2 separate regions of the Sus scrofa genome follow, and region 2 is linked to region 1. The links are chromatin contacts, called in public HiChIP or PLAC-seq maps. All regions are on one chromosome and are shown on one strand. Each heading gives the region's core, a stretch centred on a gene start, on an enhancer-like site or on the middle of the called end of the contact. The rest is flanking DNA. Distances are from core to core; before and after follow the strand shown. Region 1 holds the start of MED28 (mediator complex subunit 28). Region 2 holds the start of FAM184B (protein FAM184B).

The links. HiChIP or PLAC-seq counts read pairs in DNA pulled down with a chosen protein or histone mark.
Region 2: a contact with region 1 is called in an H3K27ac HiChIP or PLAC-seq map of skeletal muscle. The contact joins the promoter of FAM184B here to the promoter of MED28 in region 1. A contact is called at or near these places in 6 of 47 Hi-C or Micro-C datasets (embryonic fibroblasts, fetal heart ventricle, fetal skeletal muscle and 2 more) and 1 of 2 datasets of contacts at active chromatin or transcription factors (skeletal muscle).

The regions. Positions count from the first base shown.
Region 1 is chr8:12,621,961-12,626,831 of Sscrofa11.1, reverse strand. It overlaps MED28 (mediator complex subunit 28), which reads right to left and starts at 2,707. Exons shown (of 4, transcript NM_001243569.1): 1 at 2,540-2,707. The coding sequence starts at 2,698.
Region 2 is chr8:12,740,145-12,745,151 of Sscrofa11.1, reverse strand. It overlaps FAM184B (protein FAM184B), which reads left to right and starts at 3,670. Exons shown (of 18, transcript XM_005674541.3): 1 at 3,670-4,192. The coding sequence starts at 4,046.

The DNA.
Region 1 (4,871 bases), core at 1,458-3,957:
GAAGTTGTAGCACATATATGTCGAATATTACTCAGCCAATTAAAAAAAAAAAAAAAAAAAAAAAAGGATGGACCTTAAGGGTGTAAGTCAGACAGAAAGGCAAACACTATATGATTCACTTATATGTGGACCTTAAAAACGACAACAGCAGTGACAACAAAACCAAGCTCATAGATACACAGAATGGACTGTCAGAGGGAGGGGATGGGGCCGGACAAAATGGGTGAAGGGGGGTTAAAAGGCAAAATTCCAGTTATAAATAAGTCATGGGAATGGAATGTACAGCATAATTAAAAATTTTTTTGAAACTATGTATGGTTGCAGATATTACCTAAGACTTACTGTGGTCATCATTTTGCAATATATACAAATAGCAAATCGTTGTACACCTGAAACTAGTATCTTTTATGTCAATGATACCTCAATTTAGAAAAAGAAAAAAGAGGGGTTCCCTTGTGGTGCAGCTGGTTAAGGATCTGACAGTGTTGTCACTGCAGCAGCCTAGGTCACTGCCATGGGCATGGGTTTCATCCCTGGCCTGGGAGCTTCCACATGCCTCAGGTGCAGTCAAAAAAGGAAAAAGAAAGAAAACTCTCCCAAACCGGAGAGACACTGATGATCTCAACTATCTAGACTGGGACTGTATATGTATCTGGGAGGGAGGGAAACACTATATATGTATTTATATTGTTACCATTTGGGGCAGCATTTTGGATGATCCACCATCTGACTATATTACCCCGACTTAAAACTTGTCATATACAACAAAAGTGAAAATCAGTTTTTGAGATATTTATTCAGAAATACACAAAGTACACAAGACAGCTGAACAGTTGTATGGAAAAGAAAGTGTGATGGTCTATAAAAAGAAAATGTGGAGTTCCCGTGGGGGCTTGGTGGTAACAAAACTAATATTCATGAGGGCTCAGGTTTGATTCCTGAGTGGGTTAAGGATCCGGCGTTACCATGAGCTGAGTTGTAGGTTGTAGACGTGACTCAGATCCCGAGTTGCTATGGCTGTGGGGTAGGCTGGCAGCTACAGCTCTGATTCGATCCCTAGCCTGGGAACCTCCATATGCTGCAGCTGTGGCCCTAACAAGACAAAAAAAAAAAAGGAATATATGCAGGAAGAAGTCTCATGTGGCCAGAGTAAGAAGAGATGGGACTGGACCAGTGATTTGAACATGCAGAGCCAGGGAGGCTACCATACCTCTTGGTCTTTCTTTTTAGAGCCACACCTGCAGCATAGGGAAGTTCCTGGGCTAGGAGTCAAATCAGACCTGGAGCTACAGCTGCAGACCTATGCCTCAGCCTTGGCACATGGAGCCACAATACAAGCCGAGGCAACTCGCAATTCTCACCCTGCTGGGTAAGGAAGGAATCTAACCAGCACCCTCACAGGCACTGTGTGGGGTTCTTAACCCACTGAACCACAAAAGAACTCCCCATCTTGGTCTTAACCCAACAGTCATGGCAGCCACTGAAGAGTTTTAAGCACTAGGGTGTTGATGGTAGGCTCTGGCCAAGACTTCTTTCTACAGGGCCAGTCTTTCAGCAAGTCTCATAACCGCCACTTCATCTCAAGCCTAGATGCTGCTCTAAGGCTTTCCTGTCCCTCTCCTTTACAGCTTAGCACCACCTCAAAGGCATCTCATCCTCCTCCCAGAAAAAAAAGATTTCTCTGTCCTTTAAATCAATTATCTCAAACTTCTGAATGTACGCCCCATTAAAAAAGGCATTCTGCCCATGCAACCCCAATAACACACTCATTTATGAACTCTATTTACCTACTACCTATGCTATTATGTGTGAAAGTCAAAAAGTAGAAAAGTTAACTCCAATTACAAGTTACTTCATTTCCACACCCTAATGGTTCATCTTCCACTTCAGAGACCACTGGAAGCCACCTGATTTTTAAGCACTTATTTCTTAAGCTCACCTGTGCCTCCTACCAGTCCCCATTTTCTCTGCTACAGGATTAATGCTTGAATGGGAGTGAGAGTTTGGATCACCCTCTGCCTCTCTCCCAAAGCTTCATCTTTAACTCCTCTTCCCTCGGCCCTTAATAACAACTTCCCATCTCAGCCCCAAGAATTCCACTACTTTAGGACCGTTTAAGGGTGGAGCCCAATGGAAAGAATACAGGACAGAGTGGTGCAATGCTCCCCTCGGTGGAGAATCAGCCCGTAGCAAACACGCAGGGACGCAGGAAAGGATACTCAAGGATAGAACCAACCTTGAATTGAGGCAACAACCTTGAGGAGCAGAACAACCGACTGGGAACCTAGAAGGGTCCCACGGTGGGGGTGGCGGGCAAACTTCAAGTCCTCGTGCCTCTAGAAAGGACAAATTTACTCATCTCCGCCAGTCGACCAGAAAATTCTGGCCATCACTCAACGTGGAGAATAAAGCAAGCAGTTTAGATTCTTTGAGCCTGCCGCCCCATTTGTAAGCCGGTGCAGGGATTGCTGAAAAAGATAACCTGCACACGTTTCAGAAAAGAAAGGCTGGGAACACAGACGCCCACGGCTCATTTTACCTCGAAAGATGACTCCAACTCGTCCACTAAGGTGCTGTTAGAAGTTCTTGGAATCCCTGGTGTGGCCTGAAGAAGCGAAGCCTGGCCCAGGAGCCCCGGTGGCGGCGGCGGGGGTCCGGGAGGCTGCCCCGTGAACATTCCACCCAGCGGAGCCGCCATTTCTAAGATGGCGGGTGAGAGACTCACTGCACCTGCGCGGGAGCTGGATCCGTGGGTCACGTGACACGCCTGGTCACACGTGATCACGCTGAGTGGATGTTGGCGTCTATCGGGCGCCAGGGAAACCGGTAGGTTGGTACTTTCGTTCCCTCTTTGCCCGCACTGGAGGCCGCTTGACTTTACTGGTTTTTTATTTTATTTTATTTTATTTTATTTTTTATAACATGAGAATTGAAGGATTTGATAGGGTTTTGACAAGGTTGTATGAAGAGGAGAGTCAATAACTAAGGCTGAGCGAGCCCTGCCTGGCTTCATGATATTCGTTTAACCATCCTGCCTTTGCCCTTAACCCTTGAAATGATTTGGACCTAGCGCTTTCTCTGGGCTCAGTTTACCGGTTGGTAGAAGGAAGGTGCTTATTCACCACACAAACATTTATTGGGAGCTTACTATTTACCAACTACTAATCCAGTCATGGTGGATATAGGGGGAATGAACATGAAAAAAATTTCCCCTAAATTCTCTCTGGGGAGAGACTTGTGCAAAAAATGACCAAGCTTGTTGAGGGTCCCTACTATGCATACGCCTGGCATGTTCACTTGAGATATTCGTGGTTATGTCAAAGAGAAAGTATGATAATTTTGTAACACTTGCTTATTTCTCTCTTTAGAAGCCAAAAATTTTTTCACCGTATTTAATTTTACACTTACAGTTACTGAAAGTAGGGTCAGGCTGTTTGCCACTCTAAAGCCAATAAAAAGGCAAAGTTGGAATGGATTAGCAATGAGATCCTGCTGTGTAGCACTGGGAACTATATGTCTGGTCACTTATGATGGAGCATGGTAATATGAGAAAAAAAGAATGTATACATGTATGTATAACTGGGTCACCATGCTATACAGTAGAAAATTGACAACACTGTAAACCCGCTACAACAGGAAAAAATAAAAGTCATTATATAGTGGGGAAAAAAAAAGTAAATTTGGTGGAATGTTTGCTGTATTCTGGATTCCAGCAACTTAGGTGAGCGGGCAGAGACTCCTGTCCAAAGGCCCACTGCCCCCTCACCCCAGCTGACAGTCAATGGGCAAGAGCTTTTATAGGTACCTATCAGGGCTATATGCAGAAACAGTAGAATCAGCTCTGACAGATCTTGAAATTGGTCATGGGATGGTCTGACCAGCGTTCTCTTATTTTAAGTATGGTTAATCTCCAGTTCCATAGTCAATTTGTTCCCATTTCTGTAAGCGAGGAACGGTTAGTGGGAGAAATTTAGTGGGCCTGCTGGGCCACTGCTTGGCGTTGCAATGGGTCCTTCCTCCAAACAAGAGACAGTGAATGACCATTGGCTCCTCCCCCTCCCCTTTCTCTATATAAGAGGAGTCTGAAGTCGGCTGAGGCAAGATGGTTTTTTGAGACGCTAGTTTGCCATCTTCTGGGTCTGCTAGCTTTCCAATAAAAGTCGTTATTCCTTACCCCAACAACTCATCTCCGAATTTATTGGCTTGTCGTACGACAAGCAGAGTGAACTTGGGTTCAGTACTCTTTCCTTGAGGCCACTTCTCCAGTTGTGGCAGCTTATGTCATGGCCACAGTCTGGTCATCATGTAGTTAATTTTTTCCACCTGACTGGGGTTTCAGTATAAGATAGCTCACAGGATATGGCTCAGAATATTATTTATAGCCCTTGAGAAGGAAAAAAGGTCCTTGACTTTGCTTAATGACTAAATGATTATTTGGCTTTGTTGGACTGTTTTCCTTTGCTTCTGCATTTTCTTAGTTCTTTGATTAAACTTATTCTTTGGCTAAAGTTTTCTACAGACAAAAGGAAAGTAGAGGACATGGGGTGGGTGGATGGTGGGAAGAAAGGACCATAGGGCCGTTAACTCTTGAAATGACTTTGGCCCAGGTCCTTTCTCTGGGCTCAGTTTACCTGTTGGTAAAAGGGAGATACTCATTCATCCCACCAGCGTTTATTGAGAGCTTCCTATGTACCAATTACTAATCCAGTCACTGTGGATATAGCAGGAGTGAACAGGAAAAATTTCCCCTAAATTCTCTCTGGGGAGAGACAGGTAACAGAATGGTAAATATTGTTGAGGGTCCCTGTGTATGTGCTGGGCACTATTTACTTCAGTTATTTATGGTTATATCAAAGAGAAAGTTACTATTC
Region 2 (5,007 bases), core at 2,421-4,920, 120 kb before region 1:
TTCCTTTTTTTCTTTTCTTCTTTTTTTGCTTTTTAGGGCTGCATTCACGGCATATGGAAGTTCCCAGGCTAGGGAACTTCCATATGCCGTGAATCTAGGGGTCAAATCTGAGCTGTAGCTGCCAGCCTACACCACAGCGTCACCAACACAGGATCTGAGCCACATCTGCAACCTACACCGTAGCTCATGGCAACACCTGATGCTTAACCCACAGAGCGAGGCCAGGGATTGAACCTGCATCCTCATGGCTGCTAGTCAGATTCATTTCCGCTGAGCCACGACGGGAACTCCCCATTCTATCTTTATCATGTCTAACAGCATACTATCCATACTTAACACATTTGTAAAAATTCTCTTCAGCATGAGTTTCTTAATCCTTTTTGTTTTTCCTGTTCTTTAAAACAGAATTGAAAAATAAAAAACCAGAATTGAATATTCTGATATAGTAAACATACATTATAAACATATATGAAACGTTTTTTTTTAAATATTAAAAAAAGAATTGTTCGATAAGGGATAGAGTAGTATGTTGTTGAATATAATGGAATACTAGCTGTTAAAATGGGAATGTAAATCTCTATTGGCAAAATAAAAAAGATTGAGTGAATAGGGTTAACAAACATTACCCTACCCCATTTATTTAAAAAATAACATATATGTACCTAACATTTTCTAGGTGTTGACAGAGAGATATCTCAAAGTACCGTCTCCAATATATTAACAGAAATTTTCTTTGAGTGTAGGATTTGGGGTGATTTTTGCATTCGCCACAACAGGAACTCCAAACTGATTGTCGTTTTAAAAAGTTTCAGATTGGAGTTCCTATTGTGGCGCAGTGGTTGACGAATCCGACTAGGAACCATGAGGTTGCAGGTTCGATCCCTGGCCTTGCTCAGTGGGTTAAGGATCCGGCGTTGCCGTGAGCTGTGGTGTAGGTCATAGACGCGGCTCAGATCTCGTGTTGCTTTGGCTCTGGTGCAGGCTGGTGGCTACAGCTCTGATTAGACCTCTAGCCTGGGAACCTCCATATGCTGCAGGAGCAGCCCTAGAAAAGGCAAAAAGACCAAAAAAAAAAAAAAAAATTCAAATTGTCAGCCCTGTGCTCTGGGAAGAACAGTCTTCGAAGTCAAATAGACCCAGATCTACTTACTAGCTAAAAAAAAAAAAAAGGAAAGGGTACTTAGCTTCCCTTACCTGTAACTTTCTAGTCTGTAGAATGTGATAAGTGCCTTAGTGGGGTAGGAACATGTGCAAAGGGCATAGCACCATGCCAAGATCACATCAGTGGGCTAATAACTGCTCATCTACCCCTGTATTACATAAAGCACTTACTCTTCTTTCACCCTCTATTTCGTTCCTGATAGTGTGAAAAGACCTACCAACCACGGTGCTAAAACCCCAGCAACCGCAGAGGACTCTTGACAACACAGGACAGCTTGGGGTACCTTGATTACAGTCACGAAGTCCAACAAAGCCCAATGAGGGAATCTGCTTTCCCCACTGTCTTCTATTATAAAGTTAAGAGTATAATACATCCCATTGGGAAGTGCTTTGGTCCCTGGACTTAATAAGATCACAATTTAATAACTAAAACTTGGGGTGAGAGCAAGAGCAGCGATTATCAGTCCTGTACACTCAATATCACCTGTCCTATAACAGTTATGTTACTATCTCAAAACTCATACATACTCTTTAAAATAATAAAATGCATTTTAAAATCATAATTTCTCGGAGTTCCCGTCATGGCTCAGTGGTTAAAGAATCTGACTAGGAACCATGAGATTGTGGGTTCGATCCCTGGCCTTGCTCAGTGGGTGAAGGATCCGGCGTTGCCGTGAGCTGTGGTGTAGGTTGCAGACTCAGCTTGGATCTGTGGCTCTGGAGTAGGCTGGTGGCTACAGCTCCAATTGGATCCCTGGCCTGGGAACCTCCATATGCTGCAGGTGCAGCCCCAGAAAAGACAAAAAGACCAAAAAAAAATCCTAATTCCTTGAGAGTTATATAATGGAGAAATAAAAGAAAAATAATTATATTAAATCATATGTATTTTAGTAATAGAAATGCTCCAGTTTGATTAACCTCATGACAATGCTGCGCTCAGATGCTTGGACATATTGGCAGACTCACCGTGAATGTATGTATTGGCAACTGAGTGCCACGAGCCACACAGCCATTGATACTATTTTCCACAGTGGTGAACAACTTCTGACAAAGTTCTTAACTAAACTTAAACTAAACTAAAAGGCTAATTTTACAGAGAGCTTGAATTCCTGTGAAATGCAGTATGTATTAAGACCCTGTTGAAAATACTCTGAATATGCAATTTGGAATATTTACCATACAGGAAGCTCAGTTAAAATATGAATTCTGGACCCTCAACTCCAGAGATTGTGACTCAGGTGATCTAGGATAAGACCAAGAGTTTACATCGGGAGCGATTCTGATTCAGGCTTTTTGTTTTCACTAAATTGGGGAAAGGGGTAGTTGTCTTGCAGAGGGGAGCTTAAGACCACAAACTAGGAACCAAGACCCATGTCGGCTATGCCTATGTAGTGTAATGTATTGGGGCTAGAGTAAGGAAATTAGAATAGGGATAGCTCAGTTTCAGACACAACTCTGCTACCTGTAATTGCCTTATTGGTACACACCTGTATCTATCTGCTCATCTATAAAAATGGGTATTGTTACTTGCAGTGTGGAGGGAAGGGACTGTGGTTTCTGAGGCCTTTTGAAATTTGCCTGATTCATCAAGATTATTAAAACTCTTGATATAAAGCACTTTATAAAAGGAAATATAAGCAGTTGCTTATTATTTTGGTACTATCATTCACACTTTAGGAATTCTGATCAGGGTGTCTTCACTTTCCCCAAAGCCCACTGTTTGAAGCCAGAGAAAGCAAGCCATAAAGAAATTTGATCCACGAACCCCTCGACTCGCCGCATAGAAACACACAAGCTCATAATCCAAAGACTTGACAGGATTCTGGCTCCAGTCGGCCGGTAGCCAGGTGTGTGGGTGACTCACTTCACTTTCACTGGGATCGGTTTACTTAGACATTCAGCTCCATCTGTCACTCAACTACTCCTCCATTTCTCTGTTGCTTCCTCTTTTCCCACACCTGCCACCATCCTTTCTACCCCGTCTTTGATTTTTTTTTTCCCCTGTGCGCCTACACTTTACATTCCCTCACTATACGTTCTGCACTTTCTTATCCCAAATTTCGGTCACCAGCTCCCCGGCTGCCTTTTGGTAATCTCCAGCAAATCTCCTGCAACGTCCGGGTGCCTCCTTAATTTGGGAGAAAAGGGGCTCCTACCCTCAACCCAGGCCGGGGCCCAAAACATACGCCAGGGTCTCCGCTCCTCCACGCGTTCCAGCGACTCCCTTTCACCTCCCCGCCCCTCATCCCGCCCCCCACGTCCGCCCCCAGCGCGGAGCTCGGAAGCTCGGGAGTCGCTGGCTGTGTGCTCCCGTCAAGGTGCCCGGCCCCTCTCCACCAGTTCTCCCGCAGCACGTCGCCAGGGTCCCCCTGCGTATCAGGTTCCCCGGCCGCCCGAAGCTGAGGCCCGCTCTTCTTCCTCTTTGGCTCGGGATGCCCATCAAGGGCGGGGTTGGTAGCGGTTGAATCCGGAGCTGGGCGCCACCCACGTGTCCCAGAGCGCAGTGCCGGGCCAGCGCAAACCTTTCCAAGGCCAGCGGCTCCTTGTCGCGGAAGGTTATTGCAGGCGAAGCCCCGCTCGGGCTCCGGGAGCTGTGCGCGAAGCACCAGCGGCACGCGCGGGTCCCCGGCTCCTAGCCGCAGGGTGCGGGTGCCCGCCGACCCAGCAAGCGAGCGCTGGAGGAGGAAGGGTGGGCGCTCGGGCGGCGGGGAGGCGGATCCCGGGGGCAGCAAGGGCCACGCTGCGGTGCAGGCGGCGGGACTGCAGTGCATCTCTCCCAAGAAAGCCCACACGCTCACACGCCCGCGCGCGCAAGCACGTGCACACCGTGGGCAGCGAGAACACAAGCGCGCCAGAGCCCTTGAGTGCGGGACGCGTTTCAGCGATGGCTTCTGCCCTCAACAGCAAAATTCACGCGCCCGGGACTTGCCCGGGCTCCAAAGCCGATGCCTGCAGTGGCGCAGGCTGGAGAATGGATTGTGATCCCGAGATGCACGTGAAAATGTGCAAGAAGATTGCCCAGCTCACCAAGGTAAGCTGAGGCGCCGCGGGCAGGCTAGTTGCGTGCCCGGGGCGCCCGGGCTGGGAAGGGAGTGCGGACGCGCGGGAGGGAGGCCCAGGCCCAGTCTGAGCTGAAACTTTGTCTTGGAGACCTGGAAGAGAAGCGGTCTTAAATCTTGGTGACCTTCTGAAGGCACAGTCCTAAAGCAGCTGAGAGAGAGGATCCTCGCCAAGCTTGCGTGTGGAGCAGGTGGTCTGTGTTCCCAAGGTGGGACTGTGAATCGAGTGGAATCAGTGCTCTGTGTGTTTGTGTGTGTGTTCCTTTACCGGCTCTGCTCAAGTGATCCTGCCTGGAATGTTGTGATTTCATTCATCGCCGTACTTTACAGGTGGGGAGGAGGTCATGTGGGCTATTTAAACGCTTGATTCTTTTTATTCCTTCATTCAGCAAATATTTGAGTCCTTTGCTGAGTGCCAGCAGCTTGCGTGGCACCGTACTAAACCTGGAAGGTAGCCCAGGGGACTTACTATCAAACTGCACGGACGGCTTCTGGAGTATAAATGGGGAAGTGAACGATTCACCGTTTAATTACAGGATTACAAAGGACCTTGGGAGGTCAGCCAGCCCATCTCCCTACCTCATCCCAGGGCCCTGACTGAACCTCCAGAGACCGTGGTCTCTTCCTTATGAAGACCAGCAAGAAGATGCCACCCTGTCCTTTGTTAGTCCCCTGCAGCTTCCCAGTTAGGACTTCCTTGGGGCAGGTTCCCTTGTGTCTTGAGTGTAGCTGGAAAACAACATCCCTCTCTGTCTTTTTTTATACAAGGTCTCCAGTGTCTGAATTT